3 separate regions of the Zea mays genome follow, and all the other regions are linked to region 2. The links are chromatin contacts, called in public Hi-C maps. All regions are on one chromosome and are shown on one strand. The core of a region is the stretch at or near the end of the contact, and the rest is flanking DNA. Distances in the headings are between cores, read along the strand shown. Region 1 holds the start of LOC100282835. Region 2 holds the start of CPPS2 (CPP synthase). Region 3 holds the start of LOC100279761.

Evidence for each region. Hi-C and Micro-C count contacts between places; a contact is called where the count stands out from the background.
Region 1: a Hi-C map of root tip shows a contact between it and region 2, with 4 times the contacts expected there. The contact joins the promoter of LOC100282835 here to the promoter of CPPS2 in region 2. A contact is called at or near these places in 5 of 25 Hi-C or Micro-C datasets (ear, leaf, root tip and 1 more).
Region 3: a Hi-C map of bundle sheath shows a contact between it and region 2, with 6 times the contacts expected there. The contact joins the promoter of LOC100279761 here to the promoter of CPPS2 in region 2. A contact is called at or near these places in 12 of 25 Hi-C or Micro-C datasets (bundle sheath, ear, endosperm and 4 more) and 1 of 3 datasets of contacts at active chromatin or transcription factors (leaf).

The regions. Positions count from the first base shown.
Region 1 is chr1:80,064,393-80,069,210 of Zm-B73-REFERENCE-NAM-5.0, reverse strand. It overlaps LOC100282835, which reads right to left and starts at 3,341. Exons shown (of 3, transcript NM_001155741.1): 1 at 3,041-3,341; 2 at 2,676-2,923; 3 at 1,866-2,565. The coding sequence starts at 3,304. The coding sequence ends at 1,995.
Region 2 is chr1:80,514,134-80,518,663 of Zm-B73-REFERENCE-NAM-5.0, reverse strand. It overlaps CPPS2 (CPP synthase), which reads right to left and starts at 2,835. Exons shown (of 11, transcript NM_001361178.1): 1 at 2,572-2,835; 2 at 1,734-1,853; 3 at 1,301-1,660; 4 at 789-1,190; 5 at 425-658; 6 at 1-272. The coding sequence starts at 2,659.
Region 3 is chr1:80,180,945-80,186,079 of Zm-B73-REFERENCE-NAM-5.0, reverse strand. LOC100279761 reads left to right here and starts at 1,449. Exons shown (of 7, transcript NM_001360996.1): 1 at 1,449-1,686; 2 at 2,733-3,333; 3 at 3,512-4,803; 4 at 4,896-4,974; 5 at 5,046-5,135. The coding sequence starts at 2,781.

The sequences.
Region 1 (4,818 bases), core at 2,092-4,591, 450 kb after region 2:
TGCCAACCTCCAAACAAGTGAGGCAAAGTGATGTCAAGCATCTGCAAGGATGAGACAAATTACCGAACAAATCTGAAAGGAGCATTTGCTTCTAGGTTATACATATCAAACGGACGTGACCAAGGTGTGCAAATAAAAGGAAAACTTTTAGCAGAGAAAACCTGACTGATTTGTACCTAGTACCTATAGGGAACCTATGTTTGCATTGACCATTGAGGTTTTTATACTGCCAAAAAATGAATTTCCAGAGTTTGTCCTCAATGAAAATGTTACGCAGCTGCGTGTGATGTGGAGGCTTTGGGGTCTTTTCACTTTGTTTGTATTTGATTTTGTATTTTCTTTTTTTTTTCTTAATATAATGATACACAACTCTCTTGCGTGTTCGATAAAAAATGTTACTCATTGGAAGAAATAAAACGTAGTCACTTAACAAAAATACTATTGCATCAAATATAAATCTTAATTCAAGTATTATTCTTCTAAGTATACCTCTCCACATAAAAGCATAGGGTTAACCTAACCACCATGGAGGCACTCATGACGGCGGCAGATAGCTGAAACCCTAGATCTGTTGGTCCCTGTTTAGGCCATGTTGGTAATGTAGGCATCAAAATCATCTTGTATCCTAAGCTATTGTATTATGTTCTCTGAAACTCTGAAGTTATGTTGGGGGTATCAGGTCCATGCGCTGATGGTATAGAATTCTTGGAACATCTAGAGTTATGTTAGGGGGGTAAGAGGTTCATACATGGATGGTATAAAATTATTGGAAATCTATATGTCTTTGTTTAAAGGAGAACTCTCTGGAAGCATAAAATGAGTGCTTAAGAAACATTACCAATTCCACATTCACAAATGACTTGGACATAACCAGCCTGTAGGCGTATGATACAAATCCAATTATAAAATGAAAGATACAACTATATAATCCAATGCAGCAGATTATTATACAACAATCCACACATCCTACCACACCCATTGAATTAGATTAGTTGGGGGGTCGAGGCCACATACCCAAGAACGGTGGTCAGGGGGGAGATCCATGGTCGTGCAGGGGTCCCTTGTCATCGGAGTCCGCGGACGGCAGGGTTGGGGAGGAGCGCCCAATGTGGCGCTTGACGGTCGTCGATGGGAGGCGCGGTGGCTGGAGGTCCGGGCCGCGAGCTCCATGGCGACCAGAGGGGCGCTCATATAGCTGTAGGTAGGGAGAGGACGCCGAGGAAGATCCGATTCGTCATTGGAAGGTGAGCGCCGTCAGTGGAAGGGGATTCCATCCACCATGGGGTTGATTGCGAGGGCGGCCGCGGACCATCAGCACTTCCATCGATAGAGCGGGGCGTGAGAATGAGCACGGAAGGGGAGCGGGGCGGCTGCGAACGTGGAAGGTGAGCATGAGATCGGTGGAAGGGGATCTGGGTTGAGCGCCCGTCGATGGAAGGTGAGCAGGGCGGGTGCAACATCCGGGCGAGCACCATCGGTGTCGCGTTGATGGCAGGGAGGAGAGATCGAGGAGGGTGGGGGATCCACGACAGTTGATGGTGGATCGAGGAGGGCGGTGGGTGGGGTGGCCCCGTCGATGGAAGGTGAGCGGGGCGGGCGCACCATTCGGGCGAGCACCATCTGGGCGAGCACCCTCGGCGTCGCGTTGATGGCGAGGAGCAAAGATCGAGGAGGGTGGGGGATCCGCGACACGTTGAAGGCGGATCGAGGAGGGTGGTGGGTGGGGCGGCCCTGGATCGGTGTTGATGGCGGATCGGCGTCGCGTTGATGGCGGGGAGCAGAGGGGGAGGTGGGTGGGCAGAGGGATCGGACCAAAATAATCTGTGGACGCCTACAATAACGTCTTAAGAAGTAGTATAGAGATTGGAGGAAGAAATTAACACTCTCTTTAATATTAGATACGGAAGGTATGGATATGATTGGTGAAGATTGAGATTGATTGATTTATCGATATGTTGGGTAATTATTTTTTGATGGAAGGAGCAACTAGATAGCTATATCCTGAGGCTCTGGATGAACCGTGTCCCTTGCTCCAGCGCGTTGAAGTTGCCCTTGATGTACTCCTCGATCTCAATGGACCTGTAGCGCGCGCGCGCGCCCTGCTGGTCGAGGAGCCCCGGCAGCGGCGCCACCAGGCCCCCGACGGACGCCTCCTGGAACACGACGACGGTGGTCCGAGCCCTCTCGGCGTCCGGGAGCACTCGGTGCTCGACGCTGGCGTAGGCGCCGTTGGTGAGCACGTCCAGGATGTCGGCGACGTTGACGACGAAGGCGCCCGGCAGCGGGCGCACGGGGAACCACCTGCCGCCCCTGCGGATCTGCAGGCCGGGCGTGTCGTCCACGTGCAGCAGCAGCGTGAGGCCCAGCCCGTCCGTGTGCGGCGTGATGCCCATCACCTTCTCCCGCTGGCGGCAGGGCGGGTAGTGGTGGACCGCCATGCTCTGCCGCTTCCCCGTGAAGGCGTCCTGCAGCGCCTCCGGCTCCACCCCGAGGTCGGCCGCCATGAACCCCAGGAGCCGCATTGCGAGGCCGATCATCTCTACCGAGTAGACGTCGAGCGCGTCCCTGATTAACAAACAGAGTCCGTGCGTGCGTGCGTGCATGGGAGACGTACGTACGTGTCAGATGATTGACTAGTAGAGACAGAGAGAGGCCAGGATATGCGTACTGCAGACCTGAACGTGGGTGGATTTGTAGGCCACATCTCCATGTTCCTGTCCTTGACTGGCTGCGTGATGAGAATCATGCTCTCTGCCCAGTCCAGCTTGCCGCTGGACGCTCTGCTGTAGTGGTGCCCGAATCCTTCGAAGCCGTTCCCTCGGACCGCCACCTTGGCCTTGCTGTCCAGCGGGGAGCTGAAGAACTGCACCGTGGCGTCTTTCATCCGCTGCACCACCGCTTCGTCCACTCCATGGTTTGTCAGCTGTAGACATGCATGCAGACGGGACAAATGTGATTAATTAATCGATTCTAAACAGATACTAGCAGCTGGCTACTAGAAGTTTAGAACTGAAGGAATCCGGGCGGGCCACGGGACGACCTGAAAGAAACCCCAGTTTCGGCAGGCGTCGCCGAGCTTGGCGACCTCCGACGGCGCCAGCTCCGGGTCGAGGAGCCTGGCCATGTCGACGACCGGCAGCTCGTAGCTCTCGTCCGCGCCGACGACGACGCCGTCAAGGACCTCCTCCGTCCGGACGTACTTCTCCGGGACCTGCTCCGGGTTGGCGAACGCTGCAGCTGCAGCGTCGGTGATCTCATCCCTGTTGACAATACTGTCATAGTTAGGAGCCTCGGCGGCCTCCATTGCTCTGCGTCTGCTATAACTGCACCTCCTAACTCCAGCGACTCCTTGTACTGAGATGATTGATCTGCTCCTGATTTATAACTGTTTTCTGGCGGTTGTTGCCGGGTTCCATCGCCTTACCTAACACATCATATCACTCGAGCCATGGCGCATAGGTGAGTGGTCTGCCGGCCCGACCTAAGTCCTAACACACCACGGAAGGCGACAACACGTTTGGTTGGTGGAACAGAAGCCATGAGTTCATGATGTGGAGACATCGCAATGTTATCTACATGAAAGCTTAGCGGAGACAGGACAAAGTGTGCACTTTTTCAGGTGCTCATGGAGTTAAAGCAAGATTGGTGCTATATACCATAAGACTTTCGGTTCCTTTCAAGTTCAGGAATCATTAGGACGGGGAACACCCGAATTATGCTTCCTAACTACGTAAATTTTTTGAACTGCCTTCCGTTGGAAAGTACATTACAACACACATGACCAACGAGGCGTTTGCTGTAATTTTGTGTTACCACCGCCGTGACGGATATATCTATACTATACCACGGTATAATTCATCAGTTTAAATTTTATAAAATACATTTAACTAAATTACTCTCACACTCGTAACATTCACAAAATTCACCAAATAAATTACACTCAAACATAACATACCATTAAAACCAACGGTTCATATCGCTGGATAATCATCTCTCTCTTAACCATTCAAATTCAATGAACAATATTATTCATCGCTCCCCTACCGTTCTCACCCTCCTCCCTCTCCCTTCGCGTCATCGCCGCTCCTCTCCCTCACTCGTGTTGCCGTCAGTGTCAACCTCTCGCCTAATGTCGATGTCGCTGTCGATTCTATCTGTTCTCGGGATCACAGCGTTAACACGAGCTATATGCTAGTTATTAGTAAGTATAATTGAATCCAGATTTCAAGCAACTTGCTCGCCTCGCAGTCTCAGTCACCCATTGGCACGGTTCAGAGTTCTCGTCTCCACGCTCAAGGGTACAAGTACAAGAGGAAGACCTGGGATGGGCCTTGTTCTCTTGATTGGGTCACACCTCTGTGACACTATGAAAATCATTAAATAAAAATAATACATTTAGTTAATAATGATATTTATGGTAATTAATTTTCTCTGAAGTGTTCGTTATTTATTTGCCTTTGGAATAATTTTTGATTGCGCATGATTGATTTTCGGATATTTAATAGCATTTCTTGTTAAATGAAAATCCTAGTAAAATAATAATATAATTATTGGTCCAAAAATAAATATTTTAGTTATATGAATTATTATGATTTTTTTGAATTATTTAAAAATATAGTTATTTATATTTTAAATAGAAAAGAAAAGAAAGAAAAAAAAGAAAAGAAAAAAAACGAAACCCTAGCCGTCGCGGCCGAATTCGGCCCATTTGGCCCAACAGCGCCGCCGCCACCTATTCCCTCCCCTTCCTCTCACTGACGGGCGGGCCCCACCCGGGCCCCCTCTCTCTTCTCCCTTTCTTTCTTCTCCCAGCCGCCG
Region 2 (4,530 bases), core at 1,586-4,085:
GCGCGGCAGGTTCCCATACCAAGGGAAGTCCAGGGTGTACACTACCTCTCCAGGCAGGTCCTTAGATATGATCCATTTGTCACGGAGCGCTCCCTCGGCTTGTTTCCGCCTGAGGAACTCGTACGAGAAAGGCCCTGCACGGTGCAGGACGTCCTCCCCCGGGAAGCTTATCTGGGAGGCCCTGTTGAGGTTGTACATCCCCGTCACCGCCTGGTTCGACTGCCCCACGAAGGCGAAGAACTCCCCGTCCTTCTCGAAGTTCTTGAACACATCTACACGTACACAGGCAGGGCAGAAGCACGTTTTTTTTATTATTATTACGTACGATGGGTGGGAGACCAAATGAAAAATGTTCAGGACACGCGTGTGTATGACGTGACGATCTCTGTTGTCTGCGCGTTTTTTTTGTTTGTTTGTTACGTACCTGGCGAGACGCTGTATCCGTGCAGCCGTAGCAGGCGGAAAGCCATGGCCGTGTCGTCCACCTCCTTCACGTCGGAGTTCCTCGCCCAGCAGATCCCGTCCTCAGTCCAGTGCCTGTTCACGTAGTCCATGCACTGCTCAATCTCTTTCTGGAAGTAGCGGGAGATCCCGAGACGCTCCAGGCGATCGACAGCCCATATGTGCTCGAAAAGGTCCACGGGGTAGACGTTGGGCACTGCGAGAAACGGCGAGAGAAGACGAACCGTTGAAGAGACGAGAAGGAAGGCGCATGCAGTGGGCAACGCTGCATTGCATGCATGCATGCTATGCCCATGTATCTACGCTACTGCTTGCCGCTTGCGTACCTCCTCCGTTGAATTTCTTGACTGTCCTGTCGATGTAGCTGAAGCACCTGTCGTCGCCGGTGTTCATGAGAGCGTACGCGGTGGCCGCGGGTGAGAAGAGGAAGGACCCGTCGCTCGACTGCAGTTTCAGAAGCCTTGCCCAGTCTAGCCCGGGCATCCCTTCCAGGCTGTGGAGAATGGATGTGGGAACCGTGTGCATCACTTCCTTAGGAATCCTCTTCACCTTGATCTCCCTGCTCGAGTATATTGCCTGCAGAGCCTGGTGGTCGTACGGGAAGTCGTGGACGCCCAGACTCTTGGCTAGTTCGATGAGGGAAGGGAACGCGAGCTCGAACCCTATCGGCATGGACTCCTCGTCCTCCGTCGCTAGCTTCCACATGTTCCGGCCGAGGAAAGAGAGCCCTGTGAACACACACACACACACACTTGAGTCTTCAGCAACGCCCGTTTTCTGTCGAGGTACACTGCCGTCGTGTGTTCTCTCGATCGGCCAGCACACAGTAATTACGTACCTCTGCCGCGCATCTCGGGCTCCAGCGACCACCTGGTGAGCGTGACGACGCACGCCAGCGTGTTGATCAGGCGGTCGTACGCGGAGAACAGGGCCGCGTCGCCCCACGAGCCGTCGGGGAGCTGGTTGTTCCGGATCCACCGCACGGCGGCCGGGAACTGCGGGCCCTCGCCGCCGTCCAGCCTGGGCACAAGACCGACCCAGGCGGTGTCGTACGCCGACACGCTGATGTCCCCGTCGCTCATCGACGTCAGCATTGCCCTGATCTCGTCGACCAGCGGCTCAGCGTCGTCGTCGTCCGTAGGCCATCTCGTGCGGCGGCTTTCGGCATCGGTTCTCACGATGGGCGTTAGGGACGAACCTGCATGCATGCGTGCGTTACAAACCTAGCTGTTTGGTGCTCAGATTTGGAGCGAGCTAGCGATCACCCGTACCTTTGGCGACGGCGGCGGATTCGCTGGTGTCCTGGGCCCGCGCCCGCGCCCTCCACCGGCCGGCGGCCGCGGGGACGGCGACTGCATCCGTCTTCTTCTTGATGCGGGAACTCCATGGGCCTAGTTGAACGACCGCAAGGGAAGAAAGGTGAGGAACTGTTGTGCAAGACGATGAAAGAACCATCTTTGCGCTTGCGCTTGTAGTACGTTTTTACTTTTCTACTACTAGTTGACAATGAGATGTGTGGTTTCTCTTCTCTTCTTCCTTTGGCCGGATATATCGGAGAAGAGATCTACTACTATAATACTCGCACTGAAACGCATGAAACTGACTAGTAATTCATTTCAGAGCCGTCGTCCCCACATAAATTTTGCTGGGGCGCTATCTGCGGATGTGTGCGTGAAAGGACACCACCACCCAGCATTTATGTAGAGGATCCAAATGAAAAAAAAGGGACAGAACGAAGCTACTGCTAGCAGGGGCACTGGTACGGGTTGAGGTCGCTCCTTTGGTTTAGTTTTTTCTTTTTTTCTATGAGTTTTTTTTTTGAGAATATAGCTGTGTAAAGAATCTGATCTGCCTGTGGAGAAAATCTAGGTATATAATAGAGATTACGTGTAGAAGAAGATAAACGAGTTCATAGGATTTAGGACATAGAAAGTGATGGTTTTCTACTATCTCAACGACTCAACTGATTATGTGTTAACGTTGATTTTGTATGATTTTAACTAAAGTCATCCTCATGTAAGTTGATTGAAAGATATATACATTTGCTAGTGTGCAGCAGCTTCTGATGGCTACAAGATAAAAAAAAGCTGAAACAAACAATACCATTACCTGCCACAGCCGTGCGCCACTGTGACCCGCCGCCGGCCGCCGTTGCCGTCGGCGCTGGCAGCAGCATGGGCGATGATTGAAGCCCCATGCTATAGCTTGCGATCGAACTGGTATGTGTAGAAGCTACAGCGTGTATGGGTGTCAGCAGAGAGAACAATGTACGCACGCACGTACAGCAGCTAATAATCACTGAAACGGCAAGAGCAGCAGGAGGAAGAAAGGAAGGAAAGAATGAAGAAAGGGCCGGCCGGGGGTGGTCAAGTCATCTGGAAGCTCGTCTATGCAAGCATATATATCAGTGAATTGAAGCGAGGTGAGGTGAGGGGGTAGCCAAAAAAAAAAAAAGGATGGCTACATGCGTACGTGCACGATTCAGCTTCTGCTGGTACATACGGGTGCGCTGCTGACCAGACCAGTCGGCCGCGCATGCAGTCTCAACACATGCCGTGGAAATCCTGCATGCATACGTTACGCATCCGGTAGGTGCGTGCACACCTGACACCAAGGGGGTGATATAGAAAGAAAAAAAAAAAAAAAAAACAAATCCAGGCGGCGGGTCCTCCGTCGCGTTCGTGCGTGCGGTCGCATCACGTGGCGCGAAAAAATTCATCGGCACGGCGCTCTGCTGCAGGGTCCATCTCGCGGCAATCTGCCGCCACCGTGAGAAGACGACGAGGAGTCAGACAGACAGTGGCGCGGCGACTTCATCACATACGCTCCTTCCTGCCGCCTGCCTGCCGAGACAAGTCTGGAACTGCACACGCTCCATTGCTCCTGGTCCTCCTCCTCCTGATGACGATGGAACTAATTAAGCAGCTACAAGTCGCACCATGTGGTCCGATCGAGTTCGACTAAGAAACACGGGTTCAAGTACAATATAAAAATATGGGGGGCAGTTCTACCACGAGTCCCAGACCATTTCCGTTGACCACCGAAAACGTGTCACCATTTAATTTAAAGCTAGTTTATAAGCTACAGAACCGGAGAAAATCGAAAGGACTAAAATACGCTTCTTATTCCTATTCCTGAGAATCAAACCTACGCCCGCCCACTCGCGCACCAGCGAGCGAGCGAACCAACCAAGCTACGAACTGCGTCGGAAGAAACTAGTTAGCACAACGAATTTTCAAATCATAAGAGAAGGAAAAAGATAAAATTAGGCAATGCCCATGTCCAGATCGGTTAGGCCGGTTTTAGTTTCCTGTCTATTCTGAGTCCGGTTTGTTTTCTATTCTGGACATATTTTCTTGATAGAATAAGGCCACCCTATCTCTCTCTCTCTCTCTCTCTCTATATATATATATATATATCTATATATATATATATATATATATATATATATATATATATATATATATATATATATATATATATATATATATATATATATATATAGGGTGATAGTAATGGAAGCCCTGGGCTTCATATAGGTGCGCGGAGCCCCAGCCAGACGAGCCGAGCCTGGTCGAACCGAATGAACCGATCCAGGCGGCCCGCATTAATGCACTGCAGTTATACAATTATAATAGCTAGTACAAATATACGTAAACAGACGTGGGCCACTTGTTCGAACGTGGGCCGGTGACGTGTAACCCGTAAACTGGGGAAGCGCATTTAAACAGACAGTTACGACAACGTAAATCTATGTATAAAATTGCATAAATGGCTGTTACTCCCACGATCAGCGCGCCCACGATCCTAAAATTCAGCGGATAATGGATATGCGCCGTGAATTTCGCGTCCACGAAATTGGATATACGCATGGTACAGGGAAAATATTCATAATCTTCCAAAAAAAGTGGACAGTACGCATCATTTGATAGGGCGCGGCAGGGTGAAGGGCGTAATTGCTCTGGAAGATGGCGGCGCCATGGGGTAACGAGTCAATAAGTGAGTATACGACGCCGACGTCTGTTCATCGACCAAATCAATGCTTGGATATCGTAACAATGGTGCAGG
Region 3 (5,135 bases), core at 200-2,699, 330 kb after region 2:
GTAGGAGACACTTAATATTCGAGTTGATTATAACACTTTATTTTGTGCTATTAAGTCATTATCAGTGATGAGTTTCAATGCACTGTTTCAATATTGACACATTAGATTTAAACTAAGTAATCGTGTAAGTTTTATCCTCATAAAACTCTACCGTCTCTCATAAAAATCTTTATGTATCTCTTCTTTTAAATTGTACTATAAGTCATTAAGAGTGACGATGTGTCACAACATCCTACTGAGAATGACCTTATCTTCCACAAGTTCTAATAGCACGTACTACTAGCTGAAATTGCATTGTGTCAGGCATATCCATTAGCGCAGAATAGCGTCCAGCAGATCATCACTTCACCAGTTGGTGGCTGAGCGCCTCGGGTTAAAGTTAACTGGTTTATGTGCATTAGCTTGTACAGCGTGCAATCACTAGCTACAACGTTGCAAGCAATCACCTGTAGACCGCCGCCGTCGAGTGCCTGGGGAGGAACGACCGCCTGGTGCCTGGGGAGGATGATGGGCAGCGCCTGGGAAGTAACGATCGACTGGTGCCTGGGGAGGACGACGGCCGCCTGGCGCTTGGGGATGAACGGCCGGCCGCCTGGCGCCTGGGGAGGACGACGGGCATCGCCTGGGGAGGACGACGGGCAGGAAGACGAGCCACCGCCTGGGATTCGCTGGGAGCCGCTTGGAAGACCCGGCCTCCGACTGGGTAGCTGTTGGGGACTCGCCTGGAGAGGACCGGCCACCGTCTTGGGAGCAGGCTCGGGAGGATACGGCCGCCGCCACAATTCCACACGCCGATCTAATTTCTTTGAAAGCAGCAACGACAAATCGGTACGTTTATAATGGCAGTGCGGGTAATTTTGTGGAAAAGGTCGCCCACACAGCCAAAAGAAGCACGTCAAGGGCTGCTGTGGCAATTGAACTAGAGAAAAGCTACTTTTTTTGGAAGTACGTTAGTAAAAGTTTATCTCTTTGGTTGGTATTTGGGCTTTTCTGAAAGTAAAAGTAAGTTTAGAAGCCCAACCAAAGGCACCCTTAGCTCCATACTTGCTTGCTTGCATTTAAAAATTTCTCTGGTTTAAGATCCCGGTGCATGACGCATCTGCACAATAAAAAGAACAAGGATTAATGTCACGAGATATGGAATCAAGCAAAAATCAAGTTATACTGTTTACGTAAGAAAACAAAAAAAATAGTGCACGGAACAAAGTAGGAAAAAATGGTATTGTGTTGCCGCGGAGCTGCTGGAGATTCATCTGGCAACGGCGAAACTGTCCGTTTTTTTAAGACCGTTTGTAGCTGCGTCTGCCCTAGTTGAAGGGCGGTCCAATCGCAGTTTCACACTGCCGCCGCCACGGCCCACGGCGCCACGCCCTGTTGCCCGTTTCGTCTCCCGTCCCCTTCCTAGTCTCCCCCCAAAACAAGAAGCGGGCTGGCGGCTGCAGTTTCCCGCCTGCTCGCACATTGGCGCGAAATTTGCCGAGCTACCTTGCGCGCTCCCTTCCCGCATCCCAGCAATAACACTATCTACAGTGTAAGCCAAAGTTCCTAGTCCCCCTCCCCTCCGCTCCCTTCTCTCTCCTCCTCACGGACGTCAGAGCTCCTTCCCCATTCCGGCGTTGCCAAGAAGGCCGGTTTCCGGGCCCTGTCTTCCGCTACCTCGCCGGCCGCCTTTCACCGTCATACAAGGTCAGCACGTCCAGCTTTTCACGCCCGCTCGCCGCCGCGGCGGGCGACGGCCCTCTTTGGCCGTCGATAATCTGCGCGCTGTAGTAGATCTATGTTTATGTTTTATTGTTGGAAAACTATCTTTGTTTATCTTAGCATTTCCCTACCGAAATCTGCGCGCTGTAGTAGATCTATGTTTATTTTTTTGTTGGAAAACCATCTTTGTTTTATCTTAGCATTTCCCGAAAGTTGCAGATCTGTTAATCGATCTGCTCGAATGAGCCGTGGCTAGGACTCTTTCCCTTGTTTCCGTAGCTATTGATTTGGGGTGTGTGGTTGGTGGCACTGTCCACTGGGAATTAGGCGAAGAAATGCTCTTCTCCGGCAAAGTGTTCGTTTCAGGGCTTTCAGTATTTTTTTTGAGGAAATTGGAGAGGCGGAAGCCCTACAGATGTTTCAGGGCTTCAGTATTGCCACCCAGTTTTTCAAGGTGAATGCCACTGGGGGTTTCTTGACGAGTACAGGGATGCGACTACTGTCCTCTTCCTTTATAATCCCTGCAGAGTTGATTCATACGAGCAAATGTTAAAAATGCACTCTTCAAATGAAATATGCGCGCAAGCTTGTCCATTAAACATCCATGTCACTCTATTCCTTTTTTTAATCCATGTGCTGGGTAGTGGAAGTCTGTCTGATACTTGACTCCTTGATGTATAGCAGTTTCTCGTGTCTTATTTGTAGTGATGGTCTGTGGTTTATGGATCATTCCTGTACAACACATACATACAATTCTTATTAGTAGAAGATTGCGTAGGCACATTTATGTACTGTTTCCATGCTGATTTGGTAAGAGGTTTAGGGTTTATGTACTGATTTGGTCATGGAACTCATGGACATGTGCTAATGTTGAAGTTTTTCTTTTAATATGCAATATCTTCTGTGTTTAACAAGGCTTACTCTAATTGCTTGGAAAATAGTATAACTGCCTAGGTGCTAGGCAGAGCCTAACCGTTTGCTCCTAACCACATGCACCTGATCATAACACTTGATTTTCTGCATTTCTACAGGAAATAGGAAATATTTTTCTGTCTGTACCATTGCTTTCCAGACCCACAATGCCTGCTTCTGCTCACAAAAATCTCGATTCTGGTTGTCCTAGGAGATCTACAAGGTTTAAGGATATTCATGTAGTTTATGAAGATTCTGACAGGGATCCTTCTTCTTTTAAGAGGATCAAAACTGAAGTAATTGATTCTGAACTAAGTGTTGGTTCTGTCAGTGACAAGGATAGTGAACACAATTGTCATGATGTATTACTCAAGGATCTCAGGACTCAGTGTAAAGCTAAGAATCGGAAGATTTCAAAAATCACATTGGAAGGATGTGGCATTAAGAATCAGGTTAAAACAGAAGATGACATTGATCTTGATAAGCCTATTGTTGCATTGAAACAGAAGAGGCTGAAAACATCTCCTGCTAAGGCTAATATAAAGATGGATGCGCTAAGATCTTCTCCATGTGCTGCTAAAGAGAAAGATACAACATCAGCCAGAGACAAGATTCTTAGTTCTGCACAGACTTTCCTGCTGAAAGCAACAATGCAAGACCGAGGATTAGAGAAGCCTGGAAGGAGAATTGCAGAACTGGAGCAGTCTAAAGTTGTTATTGGTGAGTGACTAGCCTGTTCATATGAAGTCCAATTCTTATATCACTGTCTATTATTGTCTAGATGTGTTAGATGCATGTGTAGAGTTTTTTTCTTGTTTCTCATATACTTTTTCTTGAAATAAACATACCCTTTTTCAATTATGTGGCTAAATGTTTTTTTTCTGTACTGCACTTTCAGATTCTGCTGAAGAAATAGTTGGGGAGCAAATTTATTGTGCTGAAGTGAACAATACAGCTGGAGTTCTAGCGGGTTGTGTAAAACCTGATGTACTATATGAAATAAAAACTGAAGATACAAATTATTCTGAATTTGGAACTTCTATGTGTTCCATAAAGAATCCTGATCATTCATCCTTTGAGCTGCAACAGAAGCTGGTGGATGATGATGACTGTGTGCCTCCATTTTGTTTCATGACCCGACCAGCTCAATTAGCTGATGTTTCTGATCATTCCTGCGAACAAACCTGCAGTTCCAAAGAAAACAATTCTGATGACATTACAGCTGCAAAGGCAACTGATGTTGTTTCTTCATTGGATCTCACTGATGAAGTGAGAAATCATCAGAAAACATCTGAAAATATAACTAATTTAGATGTGGATAAGTCTTCTACTGCAAATGGACTTATGGCTTCTTTCAGTGAGTCCTGCCATGACCGTATAGATAAAGATGAGCAATGGAATTTATTTGCCCATGGGAATGAACCTGCAAAGATTTTGGAAGAGTTGTCTCCTATTGATGAGTCTAGCACAGATACTCAATCTGATTTGTGTAGAAGCACAGAAATGAATTTCACTTCACTTGAGGGGGTTGTACGGATGGAGGCTGAGGGCCAATTGGATTCAATAGTCTGCTGTGGTGTAAGACCAAAGCATATGTTACTAGATATGGAAATTGGACATACAGCCACTGGTACATTCACCTTTGACAAGACTATCGACTTAGCTCATCCTGCCAATTTTGTTGCACAAGATGGAAGGCTAGAAAGTATAGTATATGATGTTTTGAATAATCATGCACAAAGGACAACCTCTAAAAGTAAATCTTCTGTTGGACTTCCAGATACTGCTGTGCTTCAGAGCTCACTTATTGAGTTCACTGACAATTGTCTGGAAGATAAAAGGGCTTCAGATGATAAATTTTCACATCCCAATAATGTGGACTTGCCATTGAAGGATACGTTAAATTCTACAATAGACTATGACATTTGTAGATCTATTAATAATGAAGGATCAGAAGAAGAAATAGTGCCTCAACATCAGTTATACCAGTCATGTAGTGATAAGTTCAACCTTAGCAGTGTCATGCCAGAGATCTCTAATGCTGAAAAATCACAAAAATTATCTGCTGGAACTCAAAATTCTTCTGCTACTTCTTTGGAAACTGACGGACGAATTAAAAGGCCAAATTTTTTTGTGGATGAGGAATCAATTGAAGAACATGCTCCAAAAGTATTACTGTCCAAGAGAAAGGTCTGAACCGTCCCGTCAACAATGTTCTATTGCATATGCATTAGCAAGATAATCATACTAACATCTTTTGTTTTCCTCTTTTTCCTTTTCAGATTATGTCACCAACGTCTCAGGAGAAGCTTTACAGTGCTGTGACTGGTATTGATTTGTGTGATGGAGTCCAAAGATCGAGTAAGCGATTATATGCTGTCCGTTTCAAATATTTTTACAAGATCAGTTGTAATCATTCTTTCTTGTTGCAGATAGCAAAATCATTATTGAAGATTGTGACAAAACTACAATATCATTGCCTCAGCCAGCACACATGCAAGGCAAATCAATGTTCCACACAG